Linked DNA regions of Sus scrofa: region 1 is linked to region 2. The links are chromatin contacts, called in public Hi-C maps. All regions are on one chromosome and are shown on one strand. The core of a region is the stretch at or near the end of the contact, and the rest is flanking DNA. Distances in the headings are between cores, read along the strand shown.

What was found. Hi-C and Micro-C count contacts between places; a contact is called where the count stands out from the background.
Region 1: a contact with region 2 is called in a Hi-C map of liver, with 4 times the contacts expected there. The contact joins the enhancer-like site here to the promoter of PTPRM in region 2. A contact is called at or near these places in 1 of 5 promoter capture datasets (liver), 10 of 47 Hi-C or Micro-C datasets (alveolar macrophages, fetal heart ventricle, heart right ventricle and 4 more) and 1 of 2 datasets of contacts at active chromatin or transcription factors (skeletal muscle).

What each region holds. Positions count from the first base shown.
Region 1 is chr6:100,210,546-100,217,170 of Sscrofa11.1, forward strand. No RefSeq gene overlaps it. Among named protein-coding and RNA genes, the nearest start is that of LRRC30, 78 kb to the right of the region's middle. Within about 2 kb of position 2,091, at least 1 of the 83 cell types and tissues checked has an H3K27ac peak or open chromatin away from gene starts, as enhancers often do. A contact at or near this core is called in liver, where this site is marked.
Region 2 is chr6:100,090,437-100,097,175 of Sscrofa11.1, forward strand. PTPRM (receptor-type tyrosine-protein phosphatase mu) reads right to left here and starts at 2,530. Exons shown (of 36, transcript XM_021097712.1): 1 at 1,960-2,530. The coding sequence starts at 2,032. It overlaps LOC106510670, which reads left to right and starts at 2,031. Exons shown (of 4, transcript XM_021097607.1): 1 at 2,031-2,289; 2 at 2,361-2,531; 3 at 2,597-3,296; 4 at 4,905-6,739. The coding sequence starts at 2,031. The coding sequence ends at 3,291.

The DNA.
Region 1 (6,625 bases), core at 841-3,340, 120 kb after region 2:
GTCTGTATCCCCTCCACAATTCTAAGCCATGAATACCCAGAAACCAGGAGAAGGGCTTCTCCTCCATTGTCACCAGAGCTGGGAGAGCTGTAGGCCAGAACACAAGCAGCGCAGAGCCCCTGCGCCTCTGCGAAAGGAGCATCCAGCCAGCGGCCTGGATAAACTTTGCTCTGCAAACATCTAGCCGAGATATTGTGTCCACGAAGAGCAGATGGGAGCTCTGCTTCTGCCATGTCTTCCTCTAGCGACACCTCCACAGCCTGGTGGCCGGGGATTAGCCTGATGCCTTTGAGGAAAAGCTGAGCTGACATTGCTTCTGTTCCAGTCTGGGCTTCTGGCTCAGTCTCTGACTCAGATGCAGAGAAGCAGCCTGGGTGGGAAAAAAAAAAACGGCTCTATGTATAGCTCTCCCGCGGGCGGGGCCGCTCGCGCCCCTCGCTGAGCCTCTCTGCCCATCTGTGAAATGGGGTGAGCCTGTTGACCCCCGGCGTGTGGTGGGGATTTAACGTAGGTGTGCAGGGCTTTGAAATTGAGAACAAAAGGTGGGATCTGAACAGAAAGCGTTGTTATTATGTCTCCCCCACGTCTGCCCGAGCTCTATTATTCTCTGCCGTACACTCTTATCCAGGTTTTTGTTCAGAAACTGTTGCTGCTCATCCAGCAACTCCTACACCACCACGCCTCTAATTTCCCATGTCCTTCAGAGGGCACCTGGCTGCCCCGACAGCTCCGAGACTCCCCCGTGAGCCGCTCTGATATTTTGCTCATTCATTCAATCAAAACTTTAAAACACACAAAGAGATGGTGATTTTTCCATAAACACTGGGAAACTTTCTGCTTTAGAAGAAGAAAAGCAAAACACAACTTTCATCTTCTGTCCCAACGTTGCGTACGCAGGCTGGCCATTGTTGCATCTTTCCATAAGGACCCCTAGGCTGCGTGCTGCGTTGCTTGGTGTTTACGAGGATAGAAGGTTGCCAGTCATTCAGGACCACAGAATTCAGGGGCTGAGGACAGGAGAAGAGTCTCTTTACTATCCCCTCTCCTACACTGCCTCCATAAATATCTTCTTTTTATTGTCATTTCTCCTGGTTTTCGATTCGGTTTATGGATGTGGTGATGTGGGATCTGAATGTTAAGGGAATTGCAATTCTCCTTAAGAATCTGAGCTCTTGAGGAGATAGGCCTAGGCTTTATCTTTCCCCTGCAATAAACTCATCTGGTGGATGGCGAGGGGTCTGTCTTTCCCCTGGACGCCCTGGTGAGGGTTTAGAGGGAGTGAGTTTTAAGCTCCAGAGCAAGCATCCCCTCTAACATTGAACGCGCTTTCCTATTGGTTGGGGAAGGTAATTGTCCCTGTCTGCGGTGGTAAAAATTACTAGAAAGGATGGGGAGCCCAGCCCCCCTCCACTGGAGGGAGCCGCAGGGCTGAGTCTGCACCTGCATCCACTAAGAGCCATGAAGGTGCGGTGTTGAGCACGCATCCCGTGCAGGGCGGCCACCTCAGGCTGGAGACTCCCTAGATGACAACCCCTGAGGGCTGAAGGCATCCTGCTGCCTCCACGTCCTCCTGAGCCACAGTCACGTTCAAGGATGTCCTGCCTCCTCTAACAATTCCTTCCTCACCCATGCCAAGCAGCCAACACACCCTGTCCTCTTTCTCTTCCCGCCCCCTCCTGGCCTCTGACCTTCCTTCCCTTCTCAGAGACCAAAGGAAAAGCAATAGGGCCACACAACTGGTGGCCTAAACTCACCTCTGCTGATGTCCATAAGCACCTTTAGCACAACGTCCTCAAAACCCACCTCCAACTGTTTCCAAAAGAAGCCATTGTTCTGTGCTCCAGCTCAGAGCCATCTCCCCTAAAGGTACCAAGTATGACTGATGAGGGAAAGATTACAAGCTTCAACTAGCTCTTCAAGATTTGAGCACTAGGCCAGGCTCAATGAGAAATGACTAGGCTGATTCCTGGTGCTTTCATGCCAAAGTGCTGGGCCAACACTTCTGCCAGGGAAAGCTGGCTTCCGGATGAGGCATCTGGCACTTAAGCTTGCATGAGTGTCTGTGTTTACTGTGTCCAGATAAGTCAACACTTTTGTTGACACCCACCCCAGGTCCAGATCTGGACTGAATCAAGTCAGAGTGTCTGGCGACAGCAGTACGTACCTTTGCCTTTAGCCTGGTGACAACAGAAGAGCAGGAGGGAAGAGAAGGTGGTCAAGTTGCGAGCTCTGAGGATTTCTTCCCGGGTGTACACAGGTCCAGCTCATTGGTAAAGTGGCTTCCTTACTGTACTTTTTATTACGAGTCTTATGTCTGCCCCCTCCAAAGAGGCTAAGAGGACAGATCAAAGGGGCCACATGAAAAATGAAGACAGGTCAAAAGCAAGCAGCTCCTGGACGTTTGACTGGCAGAAATTTACTTATTGATTTTTATTTTTTTATTTGTTTTGGCTTTTTGTCTTTCCTAGGGCCACACCCAGGGCATATGGAGGTTCCCAGTCTAGGGGTCGAATCGGAGCTGTAGCCACTGGCCTATACCAGAGTCACAACAACGCAGGATCTGGGCCGCATCTGTGACTTATACCACAGCTCATGGCAACGCTGGATCCCTAACCCACTGAGCAAGGCCAGGGATCGAACCCGAAACCTCATGGTTCCTAGTCAGATTCGTTAATCTCTGAGCCACGGCAGCAACTCCTACTTATTTATTTTTAAATTGTCAACACATATTATGCTTATTATGTACCCAGTCCCTGTTAAGGGTTCAACATATACTCATTTTTGCCCAAAACAGCCATGTGAGGTATTATTATTATTCCCCCTTTGATGGTTAAGGAAGCAGAGGCACAGAGAGGTTAAGAAACTGCCCAACGTCACACAGATGTGGATTCATTTGGCCAACAACACTGACCCAATTCGCTTGGTAACACTCACAAATTGGGAGATTTTGCACATAAAGTAGAGGAGGGTATCCAAAGATGCATGAAGATAGGAATCTGGAACTGGACTTATCCTGTGTGACCTGCACATCCATCCACCCCTCAGCTCCACAAGAAGGTCTGGGAGATCCTCTTCACTAAGGCAAAGAGACATACATCAATCAGGGAAAGGAAAGCCTGCATCTGTGAAAAGCACAAGGGTTGCTCCTTTTTGTAGGCTGAATGTGAACACAGGGGATCTGGTCATTCAAATGGGATCCCTGATCTCAGGGACTCTGAGAGGATGCTGGTGTCGCAGAGGCCAGATGAACACACACATGGGGCCCCACGGTGCCTGAACAGTAGGCGTAAACCAGTGACTCCAGAAGACAGAGTCTCCTTTTTTTGGACCATTATGGAACCATTTCCTGCAGATCCAGAGAGCAATATTTGAAGGGTTTGCATCTGGAATGTAGAGCTTTGATTGAGGTCTTTCAAACAGTAACTAACCACCCCTGGAGCAGAGATCTCTAATTTGAAGGATGTTAACTGCATGGAGGGCGCAGATTAAAATGAAACCGCACACACGTGTGTATCCTACGCAATGCACTGAAATATTTTTCAGTAAATTAGAGGCAGTATAATCAACAGTCTTTCTCACATGCTGAGAATCAGCCACAGCCAAGCGCCAGGTGCTCTGAGGGGTGGCCTGTCACCCTACTCACCACAGTCCCCACTGCTCCCTAGACTCTCCCCACCAGAGTGTCAGCTGCCGTTTGTCATCATACTTTTGTTCTGTCATTTTTTTTCACAGTATGTTAAAAGGAAAGTGGGATCTTTATTGTTCTATGTCTCCATCGAAAGAAGGAAAAAGAGAATTAGACCCTGGAGGGTTGTGTATTTCAAGAAAACTCGAAGAGAGAATAGCGATTATTTGCAAAGAGTCTGCAATGAATGCGCAAAGCAAAGCAGGTAGGTTTGGAAAGATGACAGTTTGCAACACTGTGGGGGATGGTTTTTCCAAATGTGTCTGTGGTAGTGTCTCCATCCCAGTGACTGGCTGCCTCTCGATAATAGATGGGGTTTACAGATGAGGCAACAGGGGAGAAGTGACTTGTGAGCCCCCCTACCCCCCAACCACCTCCACCCTGGGGACACGCCAGCTTCCAGGGGCCCCAGTTGCTCAGCCTCCTTTGCCCTGAGCCCTGTCTTGGCATCAGAAGAAGTGGGCCGGGGACCCAGTGGTGCCCAGAGAAACCGGGTGGCTTCCCAGCAGGACACCTCACCTCCTTCTCTCCCCATCCGGAAAAAGGATGGAGAGCCCCGAATCCTGGGCTCAGCATCTCACACCCACATTTGTGTCCCTCAGCAGGTGGTGTGTTTCTCTCTCCAACCCTCTCAGGCTATTTGAGCACCAGGAGCCTTTGCATGGATGTGTGGGGATGGAGTCAGACCACCAAAGAGATTTGATCCCTCTCTTCTGAGTATATTCTTGTGCCCTTTGCCCCGAGCGGGTTCAGAAATCCTAGGGCATATCTGCCAAGGCCACAGGCAAGTCTGCTGTGATTTTGGTGTTTCAGAAAAGCCATTGCTTCATCCACAGCTTACCTCAGTTCCACGCTAATCAGATCGAGATTACATCACAACCTTTTACAGAACGCGACAAAACAGTTGAGTTCAGATAATGCCTTTACCAAGACTCTAATCTATTGTTGCAAACAATTTAGCAGCACTCCTATCAAAGAAGGCCATCTTTTTCCTGCCCCGGGCCAGCGGGCCCCATCTGGGAGAAACACACGCAGACGGAAGCCACTCCCTTCCTCTTCCTGCATCTGACTTCAGTGCCAAGGCCCAGCTCTGGAAAAGGCCTTGGTGATCCCGGCTGATCTGCACCCCCCACACACACACACTCCATGGGCCCTTGGGGCTGCCAGGGGGAGGGGGAGGGGGAGGGGGCAGCCGTGTCCCCTGAGGTCTCGCCTCTGCACAGAATCCGGTCCCTGAACGTGGCCTTCCACTCAGGCGTTTATCTCCTTCTCTTTCCTGAGTCCAGCCAGGGCTATCAGCGTTCAGCTCCTTCCCGTGCAGATATGCTTGGGAACAGCTTCGGAACATAAAGCCTTTAAACAATGAGCCGGCGTTTGAGCTAGAATTAGAGCTGAGTCCTGAGCAAACAGCTGGACGCAATACGTCTTTATCTGTGACTGTCTCCAGTTTAAACAACGCATAAGATGTTTGTTCAAAACCCCGGGCAGATCTGGCGGTGCTGCCTTGATGAATTCCACGCCACCCCGCCTCCCCTCAGCTGCAGGGAGACGATGACGTCTTTTCCCGAAAGTAGATTATTTGCCCCACTTCACAGGCTGCTCCCGCCAGTGAGCACCAGTTGGGTTTTTGGAGGTTGCCCTGGCAGCCATTCCCGGTGGGGGTCGCGTTCATAGCCGGGTTTCTGGGGTGGCACTGGGTAGGTATGAGCTTTTTCCCTAGCCAGGAGAACCTTGCATGGGGCTGCCTGTCTGCCCAGGCCTTTCTAATCTCCAGTTCGGTTTTAATTGAATGCTTTGCCAAAGATGCCAGGATAATGTCATCAGTGATATTGACATGTCATGGATAAGGCCAGTGAGGGATCTGAGGAGAAAGCTCTAGAAAGTGGGGTGGGCAGGGAGGAGGGCAGAGCTGCTGCACAGAGAAGGCTGGAGAACAGCCCAGGGCAGATGAGGCCTTGACCGCAGTTTTTGTGTATGGAGTAAGGTTGCTTCTCCAAGGGTGAGTTTCTTTTGGCTCCACTCCCTTCTGACAGAGCCTCTCAGAGCTCCCCACTCACCTTAAAGGGAGGAGGTGAGTCTGCATTTGTGCATTTTCCTGGCCTCCTCCCTTTAGACAGAGATCAGTGTGTCACTGAAAAGGTCTCACAGCCACTGCCCACCCCCTGTCTTAGTGGACCCCATGCCTGTGCAGTGAAAACTTCATCCCTGGGACCAAAGGAGAAAGAGTAGATGAACCTGGCCAGGGACAAGCAATGCTCAGCCCACAAGCATCCTTTTGCACCAACTTTAGTCTTGCATCCAGTCCTGTCATCTATACCCCACCAGCTGACCCTGGGAGGGGAAATATTGGCAAATTTTCTGGGGGGTTGCCATCCAGGGGGTAGAGAAACCAGCTGTGCTCTAGCTTTTTTCTTTGTCTAGATTCAGAAATATTTCAAGGAGGCAAAGTTGACGGATGGCACGGAGGAAAAAGTGCATAAATAATAAGGGACCTAAAATGTGGGTGTAATAAACATGCCAAGTGCCCTTTTAAGTGAGGACTTTTGGACCCTCCCACCTGCCTGTCACGGTACCTCCGCTAACCTTGATGTGCAAGCCCTCAGGGCACCCACATTGCTCTCCTAATAGGAGTGGGTTCTTGGCTCCATACAAAGAGCTGCAATTACCAAGCTCCATGTTACCATACAGCAGGGCAGCAGGAAGATTCCCATTCCAGCCCCAGGGCAAGCTGAAAACCATCACGTTGCTAATTATAAATGTGGCCGCCAAGACCCCAGCTTCCTTCTATTCTTCTCGCATCCTGCAGCTGGCCAAACTTAGGAAGCAATCATCGGACTCCTCGGGAATGGCAGCTGGTGGCTTCTAAGGCGGCTTTTGGCGTTTGGGCTGCGAGAGACTGTCTCTATTACACGGGGGTTCTGCCAAAATGCTCAAGAAGAC
Region 2 (6,739 bases), core at 1,280-3,779:
GGCTGAAATCTCTTTTAATGATGAGAAACCAGAGCTCCTGTTGTGGCTCAGCAAGCAGGGAACCTGACCAGTATCCATGAGGACACAGATTCGATCCCTGGCCTCATGCAGTGGGTTAAAGATCAGGCATTGCAGTGAGCTGCCTTGTAGGCTGCAGACTCCAAGCTGGGATTTGCTATGTCTGTGGCATAGGCTGGCAGCTGCAGCTCCTATTCAACCCCTAGCCTGGAAACTTCCATATGCCGCAGGTGCGGCCCTAAAAAAAAAACCAAAAAAAGAAAAAAAGATGAGAAACCGATCATTTAAATAAGCTACATAAATATTTGTTCCCACCCCCTTGCCTACAACTTGAAAATCCATCCAAATGCTTTCTGACACAGCTTAACTTGAAACAAATCCCAGCCAGGGAGCTATAGATCTTAATAAAGAGAAAACCATCACAAAGGCCCTCATCCTTGGCTTCTCACACTAAGGAGTTTCAAGGCTCTGAAACTGGCAAGTCTACTCTATAATTCACTAATAAGAAAGAACGCAGGCCAAAATTTGCATCAATTTTACAGCAGACAGCAGTGGGTCATTTTGTTAAATCCTCTGGAGCACGTGCAATTACCAGACACTTAAGGACATACTAAACTTAGGAGAAGGGTTATTTCTCTACTGAAGCTGACAGCACAGAGCCAGGAGCCAACTCCCCGCTAAGCTTCCTGGTGGTGGCCAACTGTGGTCAAGGGTCTCGCGGCTCAGCAAAGCCAGGGGCACGGCCTCCCCGCCTGTGTGTCCAGAGCTCGGGAAAGTAAAGATGTTAAGTTTCCACAGGTCTCACAGCCAAACGCCAAACGTCTCCAATGCTTTTAAATATGCGTTTTTACTGTCAGTGAAAGTCTCCATCAAATTTTAAAAAGTTCAACTTACTCATTCCTCCCGAATAAACAGAGAAACAAACCTATTTTGCAACCCAAGTTGAAGGACTAATAGCAGGCTTTTTATTAGAAGAAAAACAAGCCCAGGGCCACCATTCCGTGAAAACTGACACACACGGGAAACTGTGCACGTGTGCAAGCGCTGGCTGTCTATCCGCGTGTGTGCTCCCGGTAACGCCGTGCAGGGCTCGAGCCTGGCCTGACCCGCGACTCCCGATCACGCGTCCTAGTCCCAGGAGCTCTGCAGGCTCCGATCGCCCGGGCGCAGCAGGCACCTCGCCGCCGGCCACTTTCCTGCCAGCCCGAGGCGGCGGGTGGCGGGGCTGGCTGACCACTGCCCCCGTTCGGGAGCTCCCCGGGGCCGAAGGGAGCCTGACCCGCACACAACCGCAGCGGCCCGGGGCCCGGGCAACCAGCCACTCCGTCCGGACCACAGGTCCTCCCTCCGGGACCGATGAGGACACTGCCTTGGTTCTCTCGATCTGCGGCGCGACCACCGCGGCGAGCCGGGGTCATGGCAAGCTTCTGGCCGGGCGGCGGCTGGACGGCAAAGAAAACCGGCGATCGCCACCGCCGCCGCCAGAGTCTCTCCGAAGCAATCGCGCGGGCGCAGCAGGCACGGAGATCCGGCTGGCCGCCGCTCCGGGTGGGAAGGACCGCGCAGCGACCACGCCAGGCGGCCGGCGGCTGCAGCTCCCAACTTCAGGCAAAGTTTTCTGCTGTTGCTCTCAGAGCCGGCGGAGGGCTCCGAGTGGCGCCGACACGCACCCAGGCCGCCAAGGGGCGGGGGCCGACCTGGGGCCGGGCTCCGGAGTCAGCGCCCCGGGCTCGTCCGCTCTGTCCGCCCGAGCGCGAGGTGCCCTCCCTCCCCGCTGGTCTCGCGCCGGGGCAGGGAACTGGCACACGCAGTGCCGGAGCCGCCGCTCCCCAGTCTGGACCCGCGGTCCGCCGCTAGTGCTCTCCCACCCGGGAGCTGCATGCGTCCCGGGCCCCTTCCGGCCCGCACGCCCCAGGCCACAGCGAGTGCGGCCCCTCTTACCTGAAAACGTATCCCCCGCCGCAGTTAGCAAAAGTCCGTACAAAGTCACCAGCCAAGTCCCAAGTCTGCTCATGGTGCTGAGCGCACGCCGGGCCGCTCCCCGGCGGCGCTGGGTGGGCGCGAGGTCCGAGGGCGGCCGGGAGCTTTCCTTCCAAGGCGGCGAGGAGAGCAGGGTGAACACCCAAAACCAGAGCCAGACCCGCAAAGTGCCAACACTTGCAGAAGTCTCAACTCCGGGGGCTCCCGGGGCCGGGGCCGAGGTCCTGGATCCTCCCACCCAGTCGCCAGCCCCGCTCGGAGCTGGAGCGGCTGCAAGAGGGAGCGGAGGGCGCGCCCGCGGAGCCAAAATCCGCCCTCCGTGCCGGCTGCTGCACCCGCCGCCGCTCTCCTTCCCCGGGTAGGGACCCGAGCCGCCGGCGCCGCGGTGGCCGGGGCCGCGGCCGCGCTTGTCCCGCCCGCCGCCTCTCAGCCAGCAGCCGAGCCAGCCCCCGGGCGGCGGCGCGCCAATGGCCGAGCCCGCGCCGGCTGCGCGCGGGGCTCCTGCTCCCCGACTGACTGGCAGTGCCCCGCAGGCCGGCTGAAGGGAGCGCCCACGTCACGGCCGCCCGCGCTGCCGCGGCCCGCTAGAGGGCGTGAGCGCCCGGCCCCGCCGGCCCTACGGGTCCGCGCCCGGCGCTGAGAGGCAGCGGCGCCTCGGGGGGAGCCGGGCGGGGGGCGGCCGCGGGGGCGGTGTCACCGCGCGGAGAGCGGCTGCCGGGAGGTGCCTCGTGCTCCCTCCCGCTCGCGTCCCGCCCCGCCGCGGCTTGGGTTTCGAGGCCGGCTTCCGGGAGGGTGACCGCGCAGGGGCCGCGCGGCGGCCAGAAGTTTGTCCCGGGTCACAGGCCGCCAGGAGTTGGCGAACGAGGCTGGCGGGACGGCGGCCTTGCGGCCCCGCGGGCGGACGAGGCGGCTCCAATCCCGGCGCCGGATGGCAGTGTCCGCAGCGGGGCCGGCAGTCGCAAAGCCGCTCTCCCCCGCGGCTTTGGGCAGGGCGAGCCGGTAGATCGGGAGGCTGCGAGGGGCTGCGAGCTTCTCCGCGCGGCGGGTGCAGAGAAGTTGGCGGACGCCAGAGGAGGGAGCGGCGGCCTCGGGCACCGAGACCCAGCAGCGCGCCAGCCTCCCGACTGGACCACTCGCGCTCCTGCCCCAGGAGCCCTGCACCCGGCGGAGCAGGAAGCGCTCTGCGGCTTCATTGCGCCCCCGCCGTCCCGGTTGGGCCCCAGCGAGCCGCGGGCGATACACGGAAGGTGGCGGTCACAGCGGAACGAGAGTTTGGACCTACGTAACCTGTGATTTGTGTATCTGGTACTAAGTGTTGGGAAATGCGAGAGGAGGAGGGGTGGGTAATGAATCAAATATCTTGAAGTGTGTAATTTACCGTTTGGGTCTGGAATGCCTACTTCATTAAGTGACTAAAACAGTCTTCCAATGCTTCGGTAAAAAGGTTCTCTTTGTGAAATTGCAAATAAACAAATAAAAAGGGGTGGAGTGATCTTTCTATCTCCCGGGGAATACGCACGTCGAGCCAGCTCTGAGCAGCTGTAGACGCTAGGCCTAGCTGACTGAACGCAATGGAAGGCCTGGGAAGAGGTTAAATTAGAAGCCGAGTAAGGACCCGTGAGTAGGACGGGTGTACCAGCCAGAGGGGGGACGCAGGTGTGTCCGGGGCCCTTCTGTGCTGCTCTCACCTGGAGCTTACAAAGACCCAGAAAGTATACTGATCCCACGCTCACCTAGACCCTGTCTCCAGTTGACCCTAGAACCAACAAGCTGTAACTAAGGATAGGTCATAGCTGTCACCTCCCCGGGGGAAAACTGCGGGACTGGAGGATTTTTGCTTTTGGTGCTCCAACCAACAGCTCCTCTTTCTGCTGGAATTCCACTTCTTAGATCCTTTTCAGAAGTGCTCTTTAAAAGGTTCTATATTAATAGTTTACTTCTTAGTACTAGGACCTTACACCGTCCTGCTGCTTCTCTCAAATATGTACCTGTTGAGCCTTATTGCAAAATGAACATTTGAAGAAGGGAGAGGCAGGGCACTCCCATACCTTCAAAGACAGGCAATGAGGGTCTGCAGCATGAACTTGCCTTGTGCTGAGGTCCTGCATCGTTTTGCGTGGTAATGTGCTTTCCAATGGAGCTTTTCTGTTAGGAGGCCCTAGGGGATTCAGATAAAGAGAGAAAAGTCAATCTAGCCATTTTTTCTTCTAAGTTTTTTAAGTTGGGCGAAGAAGTTCAAGATAGCATAGGATTTCACTTGCAAAGTACGTGAATTTTTCAGCAAGTACCTATGATGGCCATGTATATGCCAGGCACTAGGCTCTGGGCTGAAGATTTTCTTATACTGGCCTCCCCCAGGAACAAGCCTGAAGGGGAGGATTGAAGTGTAAGTAGGTTTAGGTTTTATTGGGAAAGTAATCCCAGGAAGCAGTGGAAGAGGAATAGGAAAGTGGGGGTGGGGGGGGTCAACATAAGGTGTATGAATGCTCAAGTTGCATGTGGACACCTGGGACTCACTCCTCTAGGGACCCCTTGAAGAAAGTGTGGAACAGCCTTAGAGCTGGGCCACCCTGGCAAGGATGTGGTAAGGTGGCTGATGGGGGTGCGGGAGGCAGCTGCACAGATGGATGTCCCTGCAGGCCAATGGGGAGAGAGCCCCGGCTCAGACACCCGCCCACTCCTGCTACCCTGGTAACCTCAGGACACCATGTCCCTTCCTCCAGTTACTTACAGCTCAGCAGGAGGGCCAATGAATTTCCATTATCTCTGTTCTCTAAACATTGCAGCCTTAAGCTGACTCTACCCTTATTAGTCTGCAATCCACATTGCAAACAGTGATGGGTTTTTGCCAGCAGCTCCTTCCCTTGCAGTTCTGACAGCTACTGTTTATTTACTCTCTCTTACAGGTAACTGGCCAAAGCAGCCTTGAGCCCAAATGGAAGGCCTCTATTCAAAATAAAAGGACTGGACTTCTTCTAAGAAAAGGATGCTGTAGAAATCCTCCCAATGAGACATTTCTTTTCAAATTTTTTTTTTCAGCAGGGGAGATTTTTAAAATCTATTTTTTAAATTATTTTTTGGCTTTTAAAAATTGTTTAAGATTTTATTTTATTTTATTTTATTTTATTTTATTTATTTTGGTCACAGCTGCAACATGCAGAAGTGCCCAGCCAGGAATCAAACCCACTCCACATCAGTGACAACACTAGGTCCTTAAGCTGCTGAGCCACCAGGGAACTCCTGACTTTTTAAATTTTAATCCAACCACATGACACTCCTCTGAGGACTATAGTGACATTTGCGTGATGGCTGCTCAGAGTTAGGGGTGCTGTCCAGCCAGCCCCCATCATACATCTAAAGATTTCAAAGTTATTCATCAAGCTAGCAAGCTACTATATACTTTATACCTTCCTATCTTGACCAAAGTAACAACATTGAAAGATAAGAAAACCTGTAATTTTCAGATGGTAAATGTCAGGAGAATATCAAAGACAACTGAATATAACACATGCATATCAAATTTCCTGTTTATAGTCTGGCTGTATGGACCAGTAATAAAATGAAGACATACATAATTCATGCATTAGTATACATTTATTCCATAAATTTGATTTTCCCTTTATTTTATTTTTTCTTTTTATGGCCACACCTGCAGCATGTGGAATTTCCTGGGCCAGAGCTTGAATTGGAGCTGCAGCTGAGGCTACTGTCACAGCCAGAGCAACACCCAATCCAAGCCACATCTGTAGCCTACATACAACACAGCTTGCAGCAACTCGGGATCCCCAACCTACTGAGCAAGGCTAAGGATCAAACCCACTTCCTCACAGAGACAAGATCAGGTCCTTAACCCGCTGAGCCACAATGAGAACTCCTTCCCTTTATTTTAGTAAAATGGCTAATATGTTGCTGTAATTGAGACTGCCACATAATTTTTGTTCTAGTGACAGTGACAGTAGTGATCTGAAGTTACTCTTTTCTGTGTAGAATATTTATAGCCACATTTCACCCAGTTTTGTTCCTCACTGGTTCTTGTAAGCACTCAGTAGCCTCCTGTGGTTAGTGGCCACTGTACTGAGCAGCACAGCTATAGAATATTTCTGTCATCACAGAAAGCTCTGTTGGAAAACACTGATAAAGGGTCAGAATAGTCTAATGACGCAACATTTAAGCATATATTTCGTCAAAAATGTAAATTCAAAATTTTTTAAAAAGAAAAAATTACTTTCCTATAGTTGTTGAAAGTTACCTTCTTCCAAATGGTTGAAAGATCTCTACTAGAATTAAAATTCAAAGTACAAATTATCATTATGAAAACCAGCGTTGAAATGAAAATTATTCATAAAAAGCTTAACATTTTTATTTAATATTTTGATGTCAGTGATACCTGATTAACTTTTAAGGAAATCTGTCAGCCATTCCAGGTCTCCATGTCAGCCTAATTGTCAATGTAAAGAATCAATATCATGTTTCGCATAGACTGTAACTACACAGCTACCATTTTTTGTTTGTTTCTTTTGTTTTTTGGCTACTCCATGGCACGTGGAAGTTCTCAGGCCAGGGCTTGAACCCACGCCACGACAGTGACAACACCAGGTCCTTAACCCACTGAGCCACAAGGGAACTCCAATAGCTATCATTTTAACCATACTGTTAATTATTTAATTTTGAAAGATGTTCCTCAATCACCAGTTTCAATGACAGGTACCTGCTACTCTTGTGCGTGACTTCTGCCCCAACT